Regions from separate parts of the Canis lupus genome. Here region 2 is linked to region 1. Evidence: chromatin contacts called from public Hi-C data. All regions are on one chromosome and are shown on one strand. The core of a region is the stretch at or near the end of the contact, and the rest is flanking DNA. Distances in the headings are between cores, read along the strand shown.

Region 1 (5,277 bases), core at 1,862-4,361:
AGTCATTGCTAACCCCAGGGAAACTGAACCCTTGGGAATAAGATGTAAACCTAGAATGACAGCTCAGATCAACTGTAGAGGAAGAAATAGTCATTCTAACCCAGTCAGGCAAAGACTTATTCAGTTCATAGCAAATAAGATTTTCAGGGTAAATGACAAGTGTCCTCCTCCAGACTCCTCTCAGCTATGCATTTTACAGTTAAGGAGTTCTGCGTTCCTTCAGCCCCTTTTCCTAAAATGGGGCACGGCTTCAATAAAGACTAGAGACACACTGCCCTCTGCTGGCATCAGAAAAACCAACCCACAAGCCTAGAGGCACTACAGGCTTCCTTCTCAGACCAACTGTCTTAACCTGGCCCCAGAAATCAGGGGCAGGGCAGGCGCTGCACTGTGCTGCTGTGGAACTTTGAGCAACCCCCCAGGCTGCTTACTGGCCCATGCATCCAGACTTTAAATCCTGAGACCACACAAGGTCAGTGTGAGAAAAGGGATAATTCACAGCAGGTAACAAGGTGCCATCTGATACCCCAAGCTGTGGGGCAGTCACCTTCCTTTTGTGCACCTTGTGGGGTGCTCACCTGGGTGTGGGCGATGACACGGATCACCTGGCAATACTTCTTCATGCTGTTGAAGTCCTTCTCCAGCTGCTTCTTGCCATCGTCATCCTGCCACTTCTTGCAATATTTGGTGAAGGCCTTCTTCTTAGACTTATGCCTTCAGGAGCAGAGCAGAGTTGGGGACGGGGCCGGGTGCAGGCCTTCATCACCCCTCCAAAGGGGCGAGCGGAAGGCACACTGGCACCACATGGGGATGGGGCTCATTGCCGGCTTCTAAGGAGCCTTTTCCACCGGCAAGCGGAGCCTGGATGGAGCTCATCGGGCAGAGCCGAGCGGAGCTGAGCAGAGGTCCACAAAATTAATGCAAGTCACAAGCATTCAAATACACACTAATTCTTGCTCCGGCTTAGCCATTAACCCAACCACACTCCTGGACAGAAGGACTGGGGAGTGTTACACTGCACCCCTCAGTTTCTAAACACCTCCCAGCAACTAAGAACACTGAATACCAAGAGTCCTCACCCAACACCTAACACTAAGCTGAACGTGAAGGTCTAGAGGTGCTGCTCAAGGTCTGCCCTCACAATTTGTTCTGGCAACTAAACCAGACACCAGAGCAGCTCTTCCCCACCAGAGTGAAGCCCAGCACAGGGTACTTGCTCTCCTCATCCAGAGTGCACGGCCTCCTTGTCCCTTACCAGTTCTTATAGAAGCGCCTTTTGCATTCGTCACTGATGTGCTCAGCAAAGATGGTCTTAAAGGTACGGAGGCCTCGAGGGGTTTCCACATAGCCAACGATGCCCACAACCACCATGGGTGGGGTCTCCACAATGGTCACAGCCTCCACCACTTCCTTCTTGTTCACCTCTGCCAAAAAGAGTGGTCAGACTTGAGTGGGACAGCTAAATCCCCAATAAGGAATAAGCGTTTTTGCAGAAGTGTGAAATCCCCATCTGGGTCAAGAGTGCAACCAGCTTCAGCTAGCAGGGGACTTTTCAGAAATGGGGTCCTTACAGGCCGTCTAGACTCCCAGGCTTGTCCTTACTCCATACATTAGAATTCTAACTCAACAAAACTCTTTCGCTGGCTCGTTTTAATTCTCATCTATCACAAATCTCTGGGGCACTTGCGTGGCTCAGTTGGTTAAGCATCTGCCTTTACCTCAGGTCATGATCCCAGGGTCCGGGGATTGGGCTCCCTGGTCAGTGGGGAGTCTGCTTTCTCTCTCCCCCTGCTCACTCTGAGCACTCTTACAAAAAGTTAAAAAATTTACTCGTAACGCTGACTTCAGTACATCCCCCCACCTAAAGCAACACCAGCCACCCGCAGTCTTTAGTGTTAATCAAACCCCATGGGGATTCCCACCCCGTCAAGTCTGCCCTCTCGGGACTACCGTCCAGGCCACCCCCAACCAGCGTGAAGGATCCCGCTTGTACTCACTGGATCCTGGCCGGTCCACCTCCCGCACGATGTGAGTCATGCCGGCCTTGTAGCCCAGGAAGGCTGTGAGGTGGACAGGCTTGGAAGAGTCATCCTTGGGGAAGCTCTTCACCTTCCCACGGTGGCGGCTGCTGCGTTTCCGAGGCAAGAAGCCCAGGGACCCATGCCTGGGAGCGGAGAACTTCCTGTGGGACTGGGAGAAAAGATAACATGAGCACTCCCAACCCCTCTTATGTAGCTCACTCCTGATGCCGGGCTTGCCTCAGTGGCGAAGGATTCTCCACAATGCCGAGCCCGCGCCAGAGGCCCTGCGCCCCAGCTAACAAGTGTGCTTACGGGCTGGACTGGGTTCACCTTGCACAAGGCCCTGCGGCCTAAACTGAATCTTTACCTCAAAACCTCATTTTGTAACTTTAAGATGGAACCTCCCCTTCTCTAAATGGGCCAAAAGCACACCAGGTGAGGTCATTAAGTCACAGGTGCCTCTGCCATCCAGTCAGCCCAGATCCTGACAAGGGGGCTGCGGGGACCAAGGGGCTCCCCGCCGGCCCCAGACACGAAGGCCACCACAGAGCCAAATCAGAACGTGACAATCAGCACAGAGGATCTGTCCGCCCGTCAGAAAGTTCATCATCTGTGGCTCCTAGGACTCGAGGCCTCACCTCACGGGTGGTACCGGCCTCCCACGCAGGTCAGCGCGGGGCCTCGGCAACCCCAGCCCGGGCTCCCCTCCCACGTGCCGGCACAAGCCCAGCGCCCCGACTCAAGGTCCTCCCGGCCCACGTACCTACGAACTCCAGCTTACACTAGCACCAACTCAGTGAGCTCGAGCCCCAGGTATTATCCGGGACTCGAGACCTCCATACCGGAGCCCGCCCCGCGGGCGTTCGCCAGCCGCCTGGCGGGCCCCAAACCAACCACAAGCCTCACGCGTTTTCAGAAAATAGGCCTCACTGCGGATCGCGCTAAGCGCCCCGCGCTCTTGGAGCAGGCCCCCGGCCCCCGCCGAGGTGAGATGGCGGCGCTGCGCCGCGGATTGAGCCCCACCGCCGCGCCAACGAGGAGGAAACCGCCATGATACGTACCATCGTGCCGCCCAGTACAGCCGGTAGAGGTCGGGCCACGAGCGACCAGTCATTTATATAGCCCGGCCTGGGCCCGCCCCTTCCGGCGTACGAGCGCGCGCCCGCGGGGGACGCTGGGTCGGGGGGCGGGTGCAGGCCGCCATTTCCACGCTCGCTCGTCCTCGCCTAGCGTTTGCTTCGGAGCGGGACGCCGTCCACGGGGGGCGGGGACTAGAAACTACGGCAAGCGGCTGGGTTCAAACTTCGCGAAGCGTCGCGGAAACGCTGGCAGAGCTTTGGAGCGCGACGACTGTAGGGGTTTGGGTAGCTGCCAAATTTGGTCGAAGACGCCGTTACGCTGAAGCTACGCGGCTGCGTCTTTTTCCTGTGAGATGCAGTCACCTCTAGGATTGGATAACCCGGCTGCGGGTTTCAGTGCCGAAGCGCCCGCACACGCCTCTCCGGGTTCCGTCCCACGCAGCGGATCTGCGGTGTTGCCGTTTGGCGGGCACGCTGAGCTGGGACGAGTTGCCCCGCTGCCACCTGCTCAAAGTTGGAAAGAAAAGAGCGAAAGCCCGGTTTCCTGGCTCCCAGCCCAAAGCTGCTTCCCCGACACCCAACCTGCCTTCAGTGCGTTCTGATTTCCGACGTGCGCCCCCGGAGCCCCATCTCGGCCGCTGCTCCCGGTGTCCAGCTGCTGTGGTCCTGCTTCTGGGGTCGCTGTGGCGCCTAAACGACCTCAGGACCTGCGGGGACGGGTCCGGCTGCCCAGCCCCGGAGCCTGGCCCTGCAGCCCCAGGGACCCTCGCAGATGTCGCTTGCGCACCCGCCCCCACGCTCTCCCACCCCCGGGGCCCAGGAGGCTCCTAAGCGTTCTCCCTACCTCCAGGCTTGCCTTTCCAAATCTTTTTAAGAATCAAATGTCATCTTGTTACTTCGCATGGCTCCCTGTCGTTTCCTTGGGATGAGGCATTAACTCCTGAGGCCGCCACCCTGGGCTCTGTCTTTTTTTTTTTTTTTTTTTAATTATTTATTCATGAGAGAGAGAGCGAGAGAGGCAGAGACACAGGCAGAGGGAGAAGCAGGCTCCCTGCGGAGAGCCCGACGTGGGACTCGATCCCGGGTCTCCAGGATCACCTGGGCTCTGTCCTAACTGGCTACCCCTCCACCCTTTTTCATGTAGGAGAGCACGCGTGCACACAAACTTTCCCATCTATCACCTTGCACCTCCATCCCCCCTTTTTATTTGATTCTTGGGCCTGGCCGTTGCTCACATCGTTCTTTTAAAAAAAAAAAAATTTCATTTAATCTTCACACCATCCCTTGAGGGGCAGCGCTGACAGGTCTTCAGTCCCTTATTGGAACTTTTTGGGGCCAGATGTGTTTCCAAACTCAGCATTTTTTCATGTTTTAAATAAATCACGCAATATGGTGCACACTTATGTAATCCTCCCCAAACTCTTTAATGAAACACATTAATTCTGTTTTAAAAAAGAGAGAATATTCTCATGGAGTGGGATAAATATAAATGTCTTCACATCAGTTCAAGGCTGACTTTGCTGCCTAAAGAATTCAGATCAGTTTGGTTTTTGCTATCCGATGACTTAAGAAGTTTTTAATTTCAGAATTGCAAACAAGGGATTATGACCCATATTGTCTGTCCCCTCTCACAGAGAAAACTAAGTTTAGGCCAAGAGGAAAAATAATAAATCTGACGAAAGTCACACAATCAGTGAAGGACAGAGGAACAAGACAGCCACCATCACATGCCAAATAAGACTATTTAAAACCATGAGGAGAGTTTTTAAAAGGTTTGACATCGCTGAAGGTGCTAGACAGACTATTCTCCCTAAAAGAAACTCCCTCTTTACCATCAAGAGAAAAGAGGGCTGGCTGCCTGGGTGGCTTAGTGGGTTAAGCATCAGGTTATGATCTTAGGGTCCTGCAATCGAGCCCCACGTCAGGCTCCATGTTCAGCAGGAGCCTGGTTGAGATCCTCTCTTCCTCTCCCTCCGCCCCTCCCTAGCTTGTGTACACACGTGCTCTCTCTAAGATCTTTTAAAAAATGAAAAAAATAAAATAGTAAAATAAATAAAGAAAAATTTGAGAGAATTATTTAAAAAAAAAAAAGAAAGAAAAAAATAAAATAGAACTTCTAGTAAGGAGCAAAACAGGGTCCTAGGCTTTGCTCAGGTACCTAAAGAGCAGATATTCTC
Region 2 (5,277 bases), core at 1,687-4,186, 140 kb before region 1:
AGGCTCCACCTTCAGAAGTGGTGGTCACCACCCCTCCAGTAGTTAGGAAATAGAGCCTGACCCCTTCCTTCCTCACTGATGGGGGCCTGGCTTCCCAGCCCTACCCGATCCACCAGAACTTTAGGACCAAGATAAGTCATCCCCTCAAAGAGGCCTGCCCTGACCACCCTTTCTAATGCCATCCCTCCCACGTTCCAGTTCTCTTTCTGCATCACACACAGCCCCACTGGAAGGCATCTGTATTTATTTTCCTGTTCGTTGCGTGTCTCCCCTGCCGGACTGCCAGCTCCATGAGGGAAGGGATGTATGCTTCCCTGGGGCTTAGACGGGTGCCTGGTACATAACAGACTCTCTATAAATACATTTTGAATGAATGGCTGAAGGAATGCTGTCCCTCACTCTCTGGCACTACCGTGTAGGACGGTAACCACTGGATCTGCTTAGGCTACTGTGCGTGGAAAGCACTGGGCTTTGTAAAATAAATGAAAATTGAGGAAACCCTGGAGGGAGGAGGAAGGGCGGCCCCAAGAGTTCAACTCCATCAGTGCTGGGGGAAGAAAAGCCCATGGCCCTCCTCCACCTTCACCCTTGGCCCAAGACCCCAGCACTGAGTTTTCTCTCTCCAAAGACCACGAGCTAGCAATTAACCAACTTAAGCTCCTGCTCTATCTCCATCTCTACCTCGGGGTGTGACCTTCACCAGGTCACTTCCTCTGCGGGGGGTCTCAGTCTCTGCCCAAGTCAACTGGGGGGGGGGGAGGTGACCTCTAAGACCCCTCCCAGCCCTGCCCCTGGAGCCTCCCAAGGGGCTGCAGAGAGGAGATAAGGGGCAAGGATGGTGGAGAGTGCCAGAAGAACTTTCCCCGAGGGCTTCCATCCCCCACCTCCAGTGTGAGGTGACCACTCTGCAAACAGGTGCACTGGAAATGTGGTCCGCCAGAGTCCGGCCCCGAGGCGCGGGTGCCCGAACCCAGCGAAACTGGTGCCTCCTTAAATTGCAGGGTGAATGCTTTGGAGGCGAAGGGAAGAGGGAGGAGCTTAGAGGATGCCCCAGCGCTGTAGGCGGCCTCGCGGAGCGCGGCCGGGCGGGGCCGGGAGTTGGGGTGGGGAAGAGGGAGAGGTGTGCGCTGGAAGACGGGGAGAAAGCCGGAGGTGGGGGTAGAGGGCTCCGAAAAGGTCGAAGTCCAGAGTGAGACCTCAGAAGCAGGAGGCTCAACCTCCGCCTCCAACTTCCAAGGTCTCGGTACCGAGTCCGGGGTCCTGAGTTCGGGACCCAGCTCCGACGCTAACACGCCAGGCAAGCCTTCTCCTCAGCTCGGGCCTCCATCTCCCCTTATTTAGAATGAGGGAAGGCTGAGGGAGGATGGCATTCGGGATCCCCACAGTCTGATCCTAATCTCCAGCTCTGGCGGGCTCAGCTGCCCCCAGGATGCCGGGCCGACAACTTTTTTATTCTACTCATCCTACGAGGCGGCAGGGGAAACTGAGGCACGGGCTGGGGAGACGAGCCCAGCAGCACGGAGCTGCCCGGGCCCCCCCCTCCGCCCCACTCTCCGCCTCGCCGCCAGCGTGGAGGGGACGGTGCTGGGGCCAACAGGGGACCCCACAGGGGTCCTGGGAGCCGCCCCCAGGCAGCCTCACCTTCCGCACGCGCTTCTTCCGGATGCTCTCCACCGCGAACACCTGCTCGCCGATGGCTGACAGCTCCATGCGGGGCGGCGGGCGAGCGGGCCCGGGGCCGGGCCGAGCCGGGCCGGGGGCGGAGCTGCGGGGCCGCGGCTGAGGCGCGCGATGCTCGGGCCGGCGGGGACCCCGTCACCCTCGCCCGGGCGCGCACGCGCACGCGCACGCGCGCACACCCCCTCGCGCTCCCTCACGCCGCCGACGTTCCATTTTTGAACCTGCGCAACGTTTTCCTCTGCGCGAGCGGGCGGGCGGGCGGGCGCGCGGGGAGGGGGCGGGGCGGGGGCTCGGCTCGCGCCCGGCAGGTCACGCCCCCCTCCCCCTGCCCGCCGGCCCGCCCCGCCCCGCCCCTCCCCGCCGGAGCCCCGCCCCCGCCCCCGCCGCCGAGCGAGCGCCGCCGGCCCGCGGGACTTATTTGGCGCGGGCGTCGCTCGCCACCGGGGCGGGGCGGCATCGTGGCCCCGAGACGCGTTTCTGAGGACGCCCCCGGTGACTGCGGGAGGCCGGAAACAACACGCCGCCGTGGGGCCGACCAGAAGCGGGCAGGGCGCGGAGGCCACGTGTCCCACCTCCCACCGAGGGGCGGGCGGGGCCGGGGCGCGGACCCCCGTGCGGGCCGAGATTTGCATCTCCGGACCGAGGCGCCTAGATCCCGGGTCTGCAGCGGGCGCCTGCTGGGCGGTCCGTCCCGCGGTCCGTCCGGCGGCGGCTGCGCGGAGCGCCGGGGCTGGGCAATAATTGGCGGCAGGTGTGGCCGGGGCGCGCGGCCCCTAGTCGTTCTAGCTTGTGACATGAATGGACCCCGAGACCGCCCAGCCCGCTCCTGTTTTCGCTGCGGCGCCCGCACTCCTTCCCGCCGCCCCCGCCGCCCCCGCCGCCCCCGCCGCCTACCTGCAAGCATCCCGAGTCCTGCCTCCCTGACCCGCTCCTCCTCCCGCCTGCCTGCAGCTACCACCTCCGCGCGAGCTGCCGCCCCCCGCCGCCCCCCCCCCCCAGCCGGGGCCACACTGTGCCCGAGAGCGCTTTCTCCAATGCAGATCTGGCTGGGTCACCCCAGTGCTTAAAATCCTCCCATGGCTCCTTATTCCCCCTCAGCAGAAGGTCCAAACGCCTCTGTCTGGAGCGGAGAGAAAGGAAATAGATTTACCCTTGACTTTTGATCAGCAGCAACGGAAGCCATCCAGAAGGCGCTGGAATGATTAATGTCCAGGAAGAAAATAACCATCATCTTAGAATTAATTACCCAGTGCAAATTTCTTTCAAGAATTATGTGCCCGGTGAAAATACCTTTCCGGGAGGGGGAGAAAATAATAACATTTGCAAATACCAAGACTAAACCTTTGCCACTAGCAGACCCTCCCTCAAGGAAATTCCAGAGGAAGAACTTCAGACGGGAGGATGATGACCACAGACAGGTCTGATGCAACGGGGAATAAAGAACAATGAACATTGACAATATAAAACAATAACAATGTCTTCTGGATAAAAATAGAATTAAAATGCACAAGAACAATAGCATGTAAATCGAATGAGTGGAGTAAAAGGGTTCTAAGATCCTTATATTCTAAAGGAGGCAAATGGAGATACCAAATACACTCAGAGGGACGGCTGGGTAGCTCAGCGTCTTCCTTCAGCTCAGAGTGTGATTCTGTGATTCAGAATCCAGTCCCCGCATGGGGGTCCCTGCAGGGAGTCTGCTTCGCCCTCTGACTACTTCTCTGCCTCTCTCTCTCTCTCTCTGTGTAGCTCATGAATAAATAAATAAATCTTAAAAAAAAAAAAAACCACCAAACAAATGCACTTAGACTTGGGCGAGTTAAGAATGTAAGTTGTCATTACCAGGGTAAACTAAAAGAATGGAAGTGCAGCGCATAATACTTATCCGAAATATTAGAGGAGGAAGATAGAAGGAGAAAAATCAACCCAATTAATCCTAAACCAAGCAAGAACAGAGAGAAAAATAAATACAAGAACGATGGGACAAAGATATGACAGATCTAGATGAAAATGTGCTACAATTCAATAAATGCAAGTGGACTTGCATCAAACTGGATAAAAATCCAACTACATGAAATTTAGAAAGCATATCCACAAGAGACACTCCCAAAACGTAAGGCTACTGAAAGGATGAAAGTGAATGCACAGGGAACTGCATCATGCCAAGGCTAACAAGAAAAAGGCTCATCTAGTTCTTTTAATACTAGGGAGAAAAAAAAACCAAAAACACTCCCTGGAGACAAAGAAAGTCACTTCATAATGAAAATGATCCAATTCACCAGAAAGATAGAACAATTTCAAATTTGTGTGCAAATTCTATAATCTTAAAATAGAAGAAACATGAAGAGAACTATACAGAAAAATAGACATCCAAAATTATGGTGAGAGACCTAAAAACACAATCTTCTGTAATTAGTAGAACAAATATATTCAATAAGGGTCTAAGAAATTTGACTACTGGACTTTCACAGAACATTGTGGCAACAACTGCAGAATTATATATGGAATATTTACAAAACAGTAAATCTCAAGGAATTTCTGAAGTTTGAAATCATAAAGAGTAGATCCTCTGACTATAACACAAATAAGCCAGAAATTGACAACAAAAAGATAACTTCAAAAGCCCCATGTGTTTGGAAATTAAGAAGTATATTTCTAAATAACTGATGAATCACAGAAGAAATCATAATGGAAATTATGCATATTAAATGAGAGAGGAAATATTGCATATTAAAAATGAAGAGGCGCCTGGCCGACTGGGTCAGAAGAGTGTGCAACTCTTGATCGCCAAGTTTGAGCTCACACTAGGTATAGAGATTACTTAAAAATGAAATCCTAAAAAAAAAAAATTGAAAAAAAAAAATTGTGAGATACAGCTAAAGCATGACTCAAAGGGAAGTCATGACTTTTAATGCTTCTATTAGAAAAGCGAAAAGGTGGAAAGTAGCAAGTGCCCATCTCAAGAAGCTGGAAAAAGAACAGTAAAGTAGAATAAAACAGAAGGAAGGAGAGAGTGCAGTAAGAGCAGAAGGTAATGAAAGAGATCAGCAAAAACAAAAACAAAAATTGCTTCTATGAAAATACTAATTATACTGACAAACTCTGGTGAAATTGATCAAGAGAAAAGAGAGAAGGCACAATTAACCAATATCGCAAATGAAAAGTCAGTGAGTCTGCCGATATTGAGAAAAAGAGATAAAAGATAATTATGAATAACTTCATGGCGATAGCTTAAAAATCTTTTTTGGGGGGATCCCTGGGTGGCTCAGCGGTTTGGCGCCTGCCTTCAGCTCAGGGCATGATCCTGGAGTCCTAGGATCGAGTCCCACATCAGGCTCCCTGCATGGAGCCTGCTTCTCCCTCTGCCTGTGTCTCTGCCTCTCTGTGTTTCTCATGAATATATAATAATAATGATAAATATATAAAGGCACCCCAGGCGTCCCAGTAGCTTAAAAATCTTAATGAACTTGGAAAATTCCTAGAAAAAGCATAACTTAGCAAAACTGACTTGAGAAAACCTGAATGAGCATCCCTGGTCATATTACCAAAGTATCTAACAATGGGACACTGGGCATTCATAACAGGTGCCAGCCTTAG

Evidence for each region. Hi-C and Micro-C count contacts between places; a contact is called where the count stands out from the background.
Region 2: a contact with region 1 is called in a Hi-C map of blood, with 4 times the contacts expected there. The contact joins the promoter of CBX7 here to the promoter of RPL3 in region 1. A contact is called at or near these places in 5 of 9 Hi-C or Micro-C datasets (amygdala, blood and liver).

The regions. Positions count from the first base shown.
Region 1 is chr10:26,698,582-26,703,858 of UU_Cfam_GSD_1.0, reverse strand. RPL3 (ribosomal protein L3) reads right to left here and starts at 3,111. Exons shown (of 10, transcript NM_001252159.1): 1 at 3,083-3,111; 2 at 1,998-2,190; 3 at 1,256-1,424; 4 at 579-714. The coding sequence starts at 3,085. LOC102152031 (a long non-coding RNA gene) reads left to right here. Exons shown (of 3, transcript XR_005365576.1): 3 at 1-3,995. It overlaps LOC119873833 (a small nucleolar RNA gene), which reads right to left and starts at 2,636; the gene lies at 2,573-2,636. It overlaps LOC119873793 (a small nucleolar RNA gene), which reads right to left and starts at 769; the gene lies at 715-769.
Region 2 is chr10:26,834,339-26,839,615 of UU_Cfam_GSD_1.0, reverse strand. CBX7 (chromobox protein homolog 7) reads right to left here and starts at 2,936. Exons shown (of 6, transcript XM_038550531.1): 1 at 2,831-2,936. The coding sequence starts at 2,911.